Regions from separate parts of the Mus musculus genome. Here regions 1, 2 and 3 are each linked to region 4. A link is a contact called in public HiChIP or PLAC-seq and promoter capture Hi-C data. All regions are on one chromosome and are shown on one strand. Each heading gives the region's core, a stretch centred on a gene start, on an enhancer-like site or on the middle of the called end of the contact. The rest is flanking DNA. Distances are from core to core; before and after follow the strand shown. Region 1 holds the start of Rgs10 (regulator of G-protein signalling 10). Region 2 overlaps Rgs10 (regulator of G-protein signalling 10). Region 3 overlaps Gm32707 (a long non-coding RNA gene). Region 4 holds the start of Mcmbp (minichromosome maintenance complex binding protein).

What was found. Promoter capture Hi-C pulls out the DNA fragments that hold promoters and counts their contacts. HiChIP or PLAC-seq counts read pairs in DNA pulled down with a chosen protein or histone mark.
Region 1: a promoter capture Hi-C map of embryonic stem cells shows a contact between it and region 4, with 24 read pairs. The contact joins the promoter of Rgs10 here to the promoter of Mcmbp in region 4. A contact is called at or near these places in 15 of 39 promoter capture datasets (the C10 cell line, the HPC-7 cell line, HPC-7-derived erythroid cells and 10 more), 1 of 15 datasets of contacts at CTCF or cohesin (embryonic stem cells), 2 of 484 Hi-C or Micro-C datasets (B cells and bone marrow-derived macrophages), 12 of 115 datasets of contacts at active chromatin or transcription factors (bone marrow-derived macrophages, embryonic basal ganglia, embryonic hindbrain and 5 more) and 3 of 9 other capture datasets (adipose tissue, liver and pancreatic islet).
Region 2: an H3K27ac HiChIP or PLAC-seq map of microglia shows a contact between it and region 4, with 5 times the contacts expected there. The contact joins the enhancer-like site here to the promoter of Mcmbp in region 4. A contact is called at or near these places in 2 of 39 promoter capture datasets (cranial neural crest and embryonic stem cells), 1 of 484 Hi-C or Micro-C datasets (bone marrow-derived macrophages), 16 of 115 datasets of contacts at active chromatin or transcription factors (the SCID.adh cell line, bone marrow-derived macrophages, double positive thymocytes and 10 more) and 3 of 9 other capture datasets (adipose tissue, liver and pancreatic islet).
Region 3: a promoter capture Hi-C map of fetal liver shows a contact between it and region 4, with 3 times the contacts expected there. The contact joins the enhancer-like site here to the promoter of Mcmbp in region 4. A contact is called at or near these places in 3 of 39 promoter capture datasets (the C10 cell line, cranial neural crest and fetal liver), 1 of 484 Hi-C or Micro-C datasets (bone marrow-derived macrophages), 7 of 115 datasets of contacts at active chromatin or transcription factors (the SCID.adh cell line, astrocytes, craniofacial prominence and 3 more) and 1 of 9 other capture datasets (adipose tissue).

What each region holds. Positions count from the first base shown.
Region 1 is chr7:128,416,745-128,419,795 of GRCm38.p6, forward strand. Rgs10 (regulator of G-protein signalling 10) reads right to left here and starts at 1,428. Exons shown (of 5, transcript NM_026418.2): 1 at 1,322-1,428. The coding sequence starts at 1,370.
Region 2 is chr7:128,377,748-128,380,500 of GRCm38.p6, forward strand. The region is part of intron 4 of Rgs10 (regulator of G-protein signalling 10); the gene reads right to left. Among named protein-coding and RNA genes, the nearest start is that of Gm39092, 12 kb to the left of the region's middle. Within about 2 kb of position 1,309, at least 34 of the 459 cell types and tissues checked have an H3K27ac peak or open chromatin away from gene starts, as enhancers often do. A contact at or near this core is called in the SCID.adh cell line, adipose tissue, bone marrow-derived macrophages and 2 more, where this site is marked.
Region 3 is chr7:128,343,769-128,346,806 of GRCm38.p6, forward strand. It overlaps Gm32707 (a long non-coding RNA gene), which reads right to left. Exons shown (of 3, transcript XR_378506.3): 1 at 2,107-3,038; 2 at 1,877-1,934; 3 at 535-1,031. Among named protein-coding and RNA genes, the nearest start is that of Gm32707, 6.3 kb to the right of the region's middle. Within about 2 kb of position 1,518, at least 29 of the 459 cell types and tissues checked have an H3K27ac peak or open chromatin away from gene starts, as enhancers often do. A contact at or near this core is called in bone marrow-derived macrophages and fetal liver, where this site is marked.
Region 4 is chr7:128,739,093-128,741,831 of GRCm38.p6, forward strand. It overlaps Mcmbp (minichromosome maintenance complex binding protein), which reads right to left and starts at 1,337. Exons shown (of 16, transcript NM_145955.3): 1 at 1,041-1,337. The coding sequence starts at 1,098.

The DNA of each region.
Region 1 (3,051 bases), core at 178-2,677, 320 kb before region 4:
AGTTCATTTCAGTCCACCTATGACGTAGCAACCAGTTCCCAGATGCCCTGAACATTTAGCAATTGGTTCTTGCAAGCTACACTGAGCCAGCACCAGCACAGCTCTGCGGCACAGAAAGGTCCAAGGACATTCATTATTCAGTGTGGCGGAGTGGCAGAGTCAAGGTTGGAGTTTAACTCCGGTGCCTAGAATCTGACCACCACTCAGTGTCAGCCATCAGCATCACAAGGGAATGTGACCACTCGGGAACACTAATGGAGCATTTCAACGCATATTAAGACAACAGTGCAAACTCTTTACAATAACTCTATGGAATCTGACTTTAGTGGGGTTGTCTTAAATAATTAATGAAATGATTTGCATGTGGCTGATGGGGGGGGGGGAGTCTCCAATTAAGCACTTAAAGCTACCCTTTGCACATCCCCAGTCACAAAGAAGTTGCACAGCTGTCGAGTGGTGGCCAAGGGATTGGGTCTATGTCTGATTGCAGCCGCTTAACCACGTTTGATATTTACGTGAAAAGAGGAAACCGGCTAAAGCGTAGTGAATCTCTGGGCGACAGAAAAGCAAGCCTTTGAACCCCGAACCCAGAGTCAAGCAAATAAACCTACGTTTAAAAAAATCCATCAGCTAAGAGTAGAGCAGGTTACCCAACACCCTGGCTTTAGAGCCCCACCCCTCCGACGCGGCTGCTCTAATGGTGAAGACAAGAGAAAGCACACAAGGTGTCAACACAGCTCCTGGCCACAACCTAAGCCATCAAAGAGTGTTAGGTGTTATTAAGAACAAAAAGGATGGCACGATTCAAATCACCATTTCTGCACCGTGGGTTCTTTGTCTTGCCAAGTTGCCCCAAACTGTGGGTCAGGCAGGTTCAGGGGGAAAAACAAAGTGACTCCCCCGCCGTGTCACACAAGTTCCTCCCCCGCCCTGGTGTGCAGCCACCTTGGGACTCCACTTTTTTTGGCGCCGCGGGGCCGGCCACTCCGGGGATGCAGAGGTCCGGCGGAGCATCCTTCCCATTCCGCCCGAGAAAGAGGCTGCACGCAGGAGGGAAGCCTGGCTTCCCACGCTGCCTCGGAGTGAGGGGCTGTTAATGTGTCTCCCGTGGTTCCCAGACCTTCTCTAGAAAGAAAGCTGCTCTGACTCCCGCTTCAAGCCCAACTTCCTCCCCGGGCGGCTCCCCGGCTCTGCGCTCCCGCCGCGGCTGGGACAGAGCGAGCGGGGAGGAGCGCGGCTGCTGTCCGGGCGGCACAGCGAGCCGCGCCAGGGGACCCGGCGACCCCGTCCTTCCCGCGCCCAAGCGCCCGCAACCGCTTACCAGACGGCGGCCGCTTCCTGCTCAGTCGGCTCACGGCGCGGGTGAACATCGCCGCGGGCGTCCAGAGGACGGAGCAGCCGGGCAGCGCGGCGGCTAAGCCCGAAGAGGGCAAGGAGGAGGAGGAGCCCGCGCGACGCCGCCCCTCCAGGCTCCGCCCGCCGCCTCCTCCCCGCCGCGCTCCCCTCTCCCTGCCCACCCGCGCCCGTGGGCACTGGGTCCAGCCCTCAGTTACCCGCGCAGGGCAGGGCGCGGTGGCCCCGGGTGACCCTCAGCTCCCGCGCACATCCCGGTCCCTCCCCTCGCGGCCTGGAGACATACAGCGTTCGGTGTCCCTGCCAGGCCCGAGTCACCTCCCAGATCGCCCCCGGGTCTACCCGATTCCGTGGGCGCGCGGCCTGCTCACGCCGCGAATGCCCGGGAGGCGTCACCAGAGTCCCGAGCCAAGCCGCCGCGAGTGGGCGCCCACTCTGGCCCACGCCACGCCTGTGCCGGGGCTTCCAAGCCCCGGGACAAACCTCGGAGAACGCTGTCTGGAGCCTCTGCGGTTTCAGAGTGGATCTGAGCGCGCCAGCACATTTTTTAACTTGGACGACACTTGGGTGCAGTCTCAGGAGAACCTTTGCGCTCAACTACCGGAATCCTGTAGATCCCAGCGCCGGGCTCAACGCTCCTCCTGGTGCCAGTCACCTGCTCAGCGCCGCGCTCCACGCTCATCTAGTTTCCCATTTCTTTTTACCAAACAGCCCAAGAGGGGGGTGTCGTTAGCCCCATTTTCTTGAGCATTCGGTTTGCAAGGAATTGTCTTTCTGGCGAGTTTTATTTTTCTCCTTGTGGGTCTGGCTTTGTCTCGAAATTGGTCTTTATTTTTAGCTGTGCTAATTGCTATTTTTCTAAACCATTCCCCAGTCGCCCCCCCAACCCCCCGCGCGCGTTCTTTCGCAGGATTTTCACTAGTTGGCACTTTCCTTTATATCTTCTATTCTGAGCTTCCCATTTTGCTCTATTTTCCTCCCTTTTTGTCCACCCTGCAGTCCCAACGCCACCTCAGCCCTGGCCCTCTGTGGTTATTCACCATCTCTCTGCCTACCCTTCCCCACTCCATCATTTCCAAACACGGCCATTTGTGCTATCCAAAGAGGATGTTCCGTCCCCTGAAGGCTGCAGAGGTCTTCAGCTGCGGCTTGCAGGTGAGCACCATCAGTGTGGCTTCCAAGCCGGGGTTTCTGAATGTCTCCAGCTGCTATTGCCGCCCGCCCCCCCCCCAAGCTTCCTGGCCATTGAAATAGCTCTTGGGTCATAGGCTCTGTAAAAGCTGAGCCTAAACCGACACAGACACAGACATAATGGTGCTCTCCTTTAATCCCAGCAACCCCAGCACTCCGGAGGCAGAAGCAGGAAGATTCTTTGAGTTAGAGGACACCCTGATATACATAGCAATGTCTAAGGCAGCTACATAGAGAGTCAGAAGGAAGGAGTCAGAAGGGAGGGAGGGAGGGAGGGAGGGAGGGAGGGAGGGAGGGAGAGAGAGAGGGAAAGAGGAAGGGAAGGGAATGAAGGAAGGAAGGAAGGAGAGAGAGAAGGCAAAACCAAACCATCCCAGTGGGATCACTGCATTCTGAGAACAGTAACAAAATTTTCCCTGCCCACCTCCATTGAAAGCGTCCCCAGAGGCTGATCACAAATACACCGAAGCTAACACAGGAAAGGAGGAGACTCTAGCACAATGGAGT
Region 2 (2,753 bases), core at 59-2,558, 360 kb before region 4:
AAAAAAAAAACACTTGTCACTTTGGATCAGGGCCCACTCATATGAGCTTGTTTAACGTAATTATCCTTTCTTAGTCCCTGTCTCCAGACACAGCCACATTCCAGGTACAGTAAGTGAGGATCTCCACGTATGAAGTGGGGCAGGAGAAGGACATAAGGGACAGACAGGAGGCCAAGCCCGGCAGGCTGCTTCTCCATCCTATACACCTAACCAGCTGTATGACTCTTGTGTGGCAGAACACTATGCAGTCATTAAAAATCAGGTCTGAGCTAGAGAACATACCCAAGGAGCTGAAGGGGTCTGCAACCCTATAGGTGGAACAACAATATGAACTAACCAGTACCCCCCAGAGCTCGTGTCTCTAGCTGCATATGTAGCAGAAGATGGCCCATTGGTCTTGCAAACTTTATATGCCCCAGTACAGGGGAAACACCAGGGCCAAGAAGTGGGAGTGAGTGGGTAGGGGAGCAGGGTGCAGGGGGTGGGGGGAGGGTATAGGGGACTTTTGGGATAGCATTTGAAATGTAAATGAAGAAAATATCTAATAAAAAAATTTTTTTAAAGGTCTGGGAGCCAGTGAGAGGTTTCAGATGGTAAAGACACATGACACACAGCCTGGCAGCCTGATGATATGTTACTGCCATCCCTTGTGGTAGAAGGCGAGAACCAACTCCTGCAAGCTGCCCTGGCTCTAGTGTATGTGCTATGTCATGTGTGCTCCCTGCCCCTCGAATAAATAAGCAAATGTTAAAAAAAATTTTTTTTTGAAAAAAAAAAAAAAGGTCTACATGATGGGTAGTGCTTGGAATGGAGAGGCAGGAGGATCACAAGTTCAAGACCAGCCTGGGACACACATGCTCCAGGTCAGCCTTTCAACTACATGAGAAAACAGAGAGAGACAGAGAGAGAGACAGAGAGAGAGACAGACAAACAGAGAGAAATAAGATTTGCAAAGAGTTAAACATAGAAACTTGCCCATAAGAATTAAGCGATTGAATATTTAATTTCAAAATGTACTGAATTTTAACCCATGATCCCAAATATATCAGAGGGAAAGGAATCGTTCTAAAGGCTTGAGGCAAGTTTGTAGGTCTTCAAAAATGTATATCTACCTAGAGCCTCAAAATGCAACTTTGTTTAGAAACAGACCTATTGATATCAAGCTGAAATCACCCTCCAGGGTAGTGGGACCCAGATCCAAAGAGGCAGGACACACAGAGAGACCTAGAAAGAAGGAAGCTGTGTAACAACAGTGACAGAGACAGGAATGACGTGGACACAGCCTACAAGTTCCAAAGGTGACGAGCAAGCAACTGACCAGGAGCTGGAACTACGGCAAGTTCCTCTTCTAGGCCCTTCATCAGGACCCCCGACTGCCCATGGCTGGTTTCAGATTCCTAGTCTCCTAGATATGCAAGAAGTGTTTGCTGTTTGAAAACGTATGGGACTGACCCACTAGGAAACTGCTAAAACAGAAGCACGGACGTGAGCCCCTCACAGTTCTGAAGACCTGCAATGCACGGCCTAGGTGCGAGCCTCAACTCAAGAAGAAAGGAGCTGGCCCTGAGATCTTAGTTGGTTCTATAAGACCAGGCCTCCAGCAGGCAAAGCTGACCTGGACCTAAACAATGTGATCTGCAGGAAGGAGGAGAAAATGGAAACAACTCAGGGGGAGGAAGAGGAAGAAGCCTTTGAGCACGAGGAGATTTGTCTCCAGCAGGCAGCAAAGCAGAAAATCGTGAGTAGGCAGCTGGGCTGCTTCCGGGATTGCTTCTTTTTTTTTTTTTTTTTTCTTTTTTTGGCCAGGACAGATGTAGCATAGCAAGGCTCCTGGTTTGCAGGCTCCACATCTGCATGCCTACACTATAAACTGTTTAGCCGGTTGCCTGGGATCCCCTGCTGCGGACCGGACTGGGAGGAAAAGAGCGGAAGGCGAATCCTGCGCCTGCGCAACTGTGCCCTGCCTGCACCTTGCTTCCAGTGCAGGGACCCTACATCATCCAAACACCCACCGTGCTTCCTCAAACCCCAGACAGAGCTGCAGTGGAACAGCAAGGGGGGGAACCACCTTTGCAGTGCCCACCAGGCTGCTTGGGGAGGGACGGAAGGACATCCCTGGAAGCAGTCGGTCTCAGAACGAGGGCCACTCCAGGCTAATCCACTGCCTCCAGCCACTGCATTTTCAGCTTGATAAATATTTGATCACTCACAATCAAGTACATTAGAAGAACTAAATGAAATACCCACCTCCCTTCTTTTCTGGGTTACTTCTACCCGCATAAGGAGGAAAATTTTCAATCCTTCAATGTAACATAAAGTTTGGTCATAGGATTTCTCTGACTTGCCATTCTAGACCACCACCACCCCCATCTCTATCTCTCTCTCTCTCTCTCTCTCTCTCTCTCTCTCTCTCTCTCTCTCTCTCTCCCTCCCTCCCTCCCTCCCTCCCTCCCTCTCTCTCTCTCCCTCTCTCTCTCCCTCCCCCTCCCCCTTTCTCTCCCTCTCCTTATACCTAGATTACAGAACTGATTACTGGCTGTGTGAATATAGAACTGAGAGAAAAGGAAACCTCTCCCTACAGCTCTTAGGTGATTAATGGGTTTGGCAAGCTACTGTGCCCACCCTGTGAGTGGAGGTCCTCCTACGTCTTCTGAAGAAGGAGTGGGGCGTACCCAGGAGGTCTAAGGGCAGCTAGCAGACAGTGGGACAGTGGCAAGCAGAGACTGAAGACCCTGCCCTCAAGCACGAGCGGG
Region 3 (3,038 bases), core at 268-2,767, 400 kb before region 4:
TATAATCTTTAAGGTAGAGGACACCCTTCTTCACTGAAATAAATATGTGTGCAGAACATCCTGTTTGTGGAAGCCTTGCTTGTCACTGGGGACACAGTCATGAAAGTTGTTGTGCACCTTCTATCTGGGGAGACACCATCCATCTTGAGAAGAACTCTGAAGCCATAGTCAGAGCCCTTGAGCACAGTGGAGCACCATCCAGGAAGGCTTTCTGCACAAAGTGTTTGAAACACCTGCTGGGTGGCAGATGGAGGATGGGGGAAGGTTTCCCTGACCCAAGACTCCAGGCCTTCTGAACTGGACTGCAGCTCCATCCACTCACAAACACTTCATGGATACACCAGCAGTCCAGTTCAGTAGTGATGGGATAGCAAACATGACCCAGCAGTGGTGGCATGACCTAGCAGAGACAGCCAGGTTTCCACTGAATAGGCACAAGTCAGCAAGAATGACCAAGACCAGCAGGGACACCAGAAGTTCTCTGCCATGTCTCTCTCAACGAAGTGAAGATCAGCGACAACTAGAGACCCATGATGCATTGCAGACTCTTATTTATTCTTCCTCCAAGCATCACATGTCCTCCAGAAGTGGTAGCATACCACCAAAGTTTTTTTTGGTGCGTTTCTCTCTATGGAGTCACAACAAACGCAGCTCAACTACACATGTAAGGCGAACCAAGACATGTGTGTCATTATCAAAGAATCCTTTTTCACATGTCCTTCCACGTGTTTACTTTAGCACAACAACCTTTCACCCGTGTCTGCTTCAGCAAAACATTCTTTGGCATAACTGACTTTCCAAAGAAACCAGAAGTTTCCACATTACTCCAGCTTCCTTTTTGTGTCATAGAGCTCCAGGAAGGATTTGGCAATGGATCTGCCATCCATCTAGACTAAGTCTAGAAGAAGAGGAAGTGTCACTCTGCCAGTGATGTGTATAAAAGGCACAGTGAGGAGTGGCATGTAGCTCCGAGTCATACCCACACCCCACGACCTCTTCAAACTGTACTTCAGCATGGTCAAGGTGGACAACTGGAAGAAGAGGAAGCACTGGTCAGGCAGAGGTACCGACAGAAGGCTGGCAGTGATACTTGATTGTGCCACCGTTAGCTCTCTACGCAGTGTGACAAGCTTGTAGAACAAGTGTCACAGCCATGGTTAACGTATCACTGATGTCATATATCATGGTCTCAAGGGACCTCAACAGGGACATGCTGAGAGAATGAGGCAAAGATGACTCCTGCTTCTACCCTTCCCTGCACCTACCCTGGCCCTCCAAACCTCTCCAACCCAGGCTTTGAGCTGGAGCATTTGGGACAACCAGGGACATGGCTGTGCCTCTGCTGCTCCCTTGTGGTTACAAAGGGAAAGGCAGTGGCCAAGCCTCATTCTCTGGCCTGTGGCCCTCATCTTGCCACAGGAAGAACCATCAGAAGCCTCAAGCTTTGCTCTGGGTTCTCTTGGGGATTATGGTCTGGACCTCCTCACACACAGCACCTCTGTCTGGCCACCGTGGCCTGACTCCTCCAATGGGTTAGATTCAGGCTACTGCAGGGCCTGGCCTGAGACCCATGGAAGCAACTGTACACACAGCAAGGTCACTGGTTTCCATCTCGGCAGCCTTGCCCTTGAGGTCCAGAAGGTCACACATCTAACTTCCCGGTACCCTGAATCCAACCCTGAGGCCCAGACCTGCACCATCCCTAGCCCCACCCCCATCCCCAAGCCTGACCTCTGGACAGCCCTCACCTCCCCTTAAGCCCTCCAGACACCTGAGTCTCCCCCATCACTCCAGTTCACCTGTAGTCCTTCACCTCCAGGGAACCTACTCTCCCTTCTCCCACCCCACCCACACCTCCAATCGGGCTGACACGCACCTGGTAGCACGCTAGCAAACTGGTAACACTGTAGGCGGGTGTTTTGTTCCATCTGTATCTAAGAAGTAGACAAATGTTGAATTAATAGTCAAACTTTTAAATGAAGAAATTTCACATTAACACCCTGGTTTTCTGCTTTTGTGGAAAGCGGAAGTCTTGACGAGCTGTCATTGCCACCTGGCAAGGGCTGATGAGAAAGCAGCCCAACCCATCTTCAACCTGCCTCTCACCTGTGTCATCCTCACCGGTGCTACCCATCTTCCAGCACTGCGAGCTCCGGGGCTGCAGTAGTAGTAAGCTTAGCAACTGCACTGCCATGGATCTCTTGTTTCTTGGGATGAGACAACATAGCCCAGTTCTTTACATCTGGAAAATATTAGCTCAGAGCTGAAGAGATGGCTCAGCTGGTAAAACACGTCTTCACCAAGCCTGGTGACCTGAATTCAGTTCCTGGAACCTATGTGTAAAGTAGAGGGACAAAATCAGTTCCACCCATCTGTATTTCCTGACACTGAGATCTGTGGCACTGACACAGTGTAACTAGGGTATAGGAAGAGGGAGTGTGTAGTCTTCGGTACCCAAGGAAGCTAGCAGGATTAGCTCCCCCCATGCTTGCTAACTACCCAGTGTTGTATCCCACGCAGTGCCTAAATCAGCTAATCCTGCCACAGATCTCGATGTCAGGAAATACAAATGGGGGCATGAGTTCTGAAGCCCCCCATTGGTTGTCCAGAGACTTGGGTACTCTCTCAGGTGTGGAGGACCCAGAAACACCCCTCCACACTAACCTTCAGTTTCCTTACCTGCCAATGAAGCCCACGACAACTCCCCTCCCCGAACCTGCCATAGACGCTGAAGATTGAAATGTGACCTGAATGGAAATTACTATCTTGAATATCAAGAAGTACCACATGTGGTTCCACTACTGAGCATCTCCTGTCTGGGTCAATTATGAGTCAGTGTGAAGATGCCCCACTGAGTCTGTATAGCCCAGGTTCACAGTCAGAGGTCCAAAAGAGCACCACCAAGCAAGAGCTGTTGGTGCCTGTGTATCTTCAAAGTCCCAGCAGACTAAGAACCATTGGCAAGGGTTGGGGGATGGGGCCAAATAATGACAGTGAAAGCTACATGAGTGTGGGGGTGGGGACTGCCTTGCTGCAGC
Region 4 (2,739 bases), core at 87-2,586:
TTGAATCTGCCTCTTTCCACCTGCACTGTACTCAGACCATTCATCAGGCCAGGCACACATTCTACTACTGAGCTATAATACCCCAAGCCCGTGGTTTACTCTTTCGCGGGCTTGCACACCCCTGCCCCTGTTGAAGACACTGTGTGTTCACTGGCTATATAATCGTCATGTCTACCCAGCCCTTCTATCTGCCGGCTTTAGTTTCACCCTGGGAAACTACCTGATTAGTTAGAATTCTAGGTAAAATGAATCCGATCCGGTGGGAGCGTTACTACAGAAAACACATTCCACGGAGACCGGTGGCACAGGCCAGTCATTAAACGCACCGAAATCTGGGATGCGCGTGGGAATCGGAGGTCTGGTTAACCAAAAAAAGCAACGATGACAATTACACCTAGAATTTACTCAGCTTGCCTACAGCACTCTCGGCTCCCGTTCTGTGGCAACTCATCTAAGTAGTTGAGTATTTCTAGCTAGCCCTGGTACGGGAACAGGTAACAGAGCAGACGGGTTCTAATGTCAACAGGGCAGGAAGAATAATTTAAAAAAAAAAAAAAAAAAAAAAGAAGAAGCATTCTCCCGGATGTCAAGGGAAACAGAGAGAACTTCTGAGCGAAGGCTCGAGCACTCCCTTACACACCCCGGAAGTTTTGAAATATCCCGCAGGCTCCCACAGGCAGTGGCTTCTCTCCGCGGCCGCTCTAAGGGCCCTCCGTGGGCAAGGGGACCTCTCCGTGTCTGCAGCACCCGGGCTACGTAGGCCACCGGCCCGGAGCCAGGCCGTCAATCACAGCTAGCGCTCGGAGCCGCGGCCCCGCCGCCAGCGAGCCGCGGCCGGGCAGCGGGCAGGTGACGGGAGGCGGCGGCGGCGCCAGCGCCGGCGGCCGGAGACGGCTGCTTCTGCTCGGCTTCCAGGCCCGGGGCCACGCGAGCCCTCGGCAGTGATTCCCCCGGCCCGTCGTCCGGAGTGCGGCCGCGCGGCGGGCCTGGTCCCGCAAACTCCGCTCCCCTCCCGGCCCTGCTCGCCACGCGCCACTCACCGAAGAAGCCTTGCACGATCCCGAGCGGGTGGCTCAGCCAATCTTCTCCACAGGGCATGGCGCTGAGGGCCGGGGCCAGCGCGGCCCGTGCGGCGGGCGCTCCTCTGCGGGCCGAGCGCGCTCGGAGCCCGGCTTCTCGGGGGCTCGGCCGCTCCTCGTCCGCGCCCTCCCACGCGCGGGGGCGTCGCGAGCCACGGGCCTCCGCGCGTCTCAAGGAGAGGTGGCTGCGGTGACGGGCACGAGCGCCTCGGAGCTGCTGGCCAGCGGCCGGAGGGGTGGGGGGGAGACCGTCCTAGCCTCCACTTCTCACAATGGCGGGAAATCGCGGCCACCGACCGCGCTGCCAGCGACCTGGGTGGAGCTCGAGGAGGAGGGGCGGCGGGAGCGTGCTGCGCACTCCCGGAGGGGAGGGAGTGGGCGGGGCGGACGGCCATTTTGGAGACGGAGACAGGTCGGGCAATCCCGGGGCCGCCATCTTGGAGATGGGCAGAGGAGCGCGTCTGTGCTTGGTATAGTGGTCCCTGTGTGCGCGCCTGGTGGCAAACTCCATCAGGGTGCTTCATTGGCTCAAAGTTTGAGTCCTTGCACCTGGACCAAAAAGACGCACGTTCTGCCAACTTCAAGAGTCATCTCTAAGCAAAATTAAAGGTTGAAATTCTATTTGGTGTCTGATCATCTGATCCCCTTGTGCCTCTTGTTTCTGGTGGTAGAACTCTTCTAAGGTGCCCTGCCCAAAGTCCTGTATAAGATTTGCCCCCAGCTCAGTGAGTTCTTCCTGAACGATTTAATCAAGGAGGTTGTGTAGCCTTTGTGGGCATCTCAATATGGCCAAGGAACTGGCAAGTGCTCAGAACTCTCTCCTAGCCCAGCCTTTAGCTTCTAACCTCAAAACACCCAAATGATCTCTGCTTCCAACCTGGCAACTAGGGAGCTATGACAAGATTCCTATACAGCATACAGATCAGAACACTCTTACAGGGCAGACCCTGAAGGGCCTAGAGAATTTAGGAACTGTCAAGTTTTCATAGAGAAGACATTTTCCCTAGAAATGGGATATACCTCAGAAAACCCTGATTTCATCATCTATACCTACTCGGCTGTAAAAAGGTAGTGGTGATCTGAATGTAATCTAGAAAGTATATAGCTGAAGAATAAGAACTTCTTGGTGGCAGAACACTTGCCTGTCATGCAAGCCCTAGCAAGGGATCAAACAGAGAGAGATGGCGACAGATGAACAGAGACAGCTATGACCAAACCCAGAAACCTCTGTAGTTCAGAAGGAAAAGGGAACCAAACCTGCCCTTCTGCCTTTGTTGGTCCCCTGGAGGGAACGTATCCTTAAATCATAGCACTTGGGATATAGTCAAGGAAGGTCAGGAGTTCATAGCCAGCCTTGGCTACACACTGAATTTGAGGCCAGCCTGAGCTACCTATATATGACCCCGTCTCAAAAACAAATAGATAAAAATTAAGAGCTCCACAGTGGTGGCCCATGCCTTTAATCCTATCACTCAGGAGGCAGAAGCAGGAAGATCTCTGAGTTTGATGCCAGTCTGGTCTACACAGCGTGTTCTAGGACAGCCAGGGATACACAGGTTTTCAAGAAACCCTGTCTTGAAAGAAAAATTAAGTTTGTGATCACCCACAAAGAACAATAACTTTGTAGAGAAATGACAGAAGAAAGTAGTTCTTAGTTCCC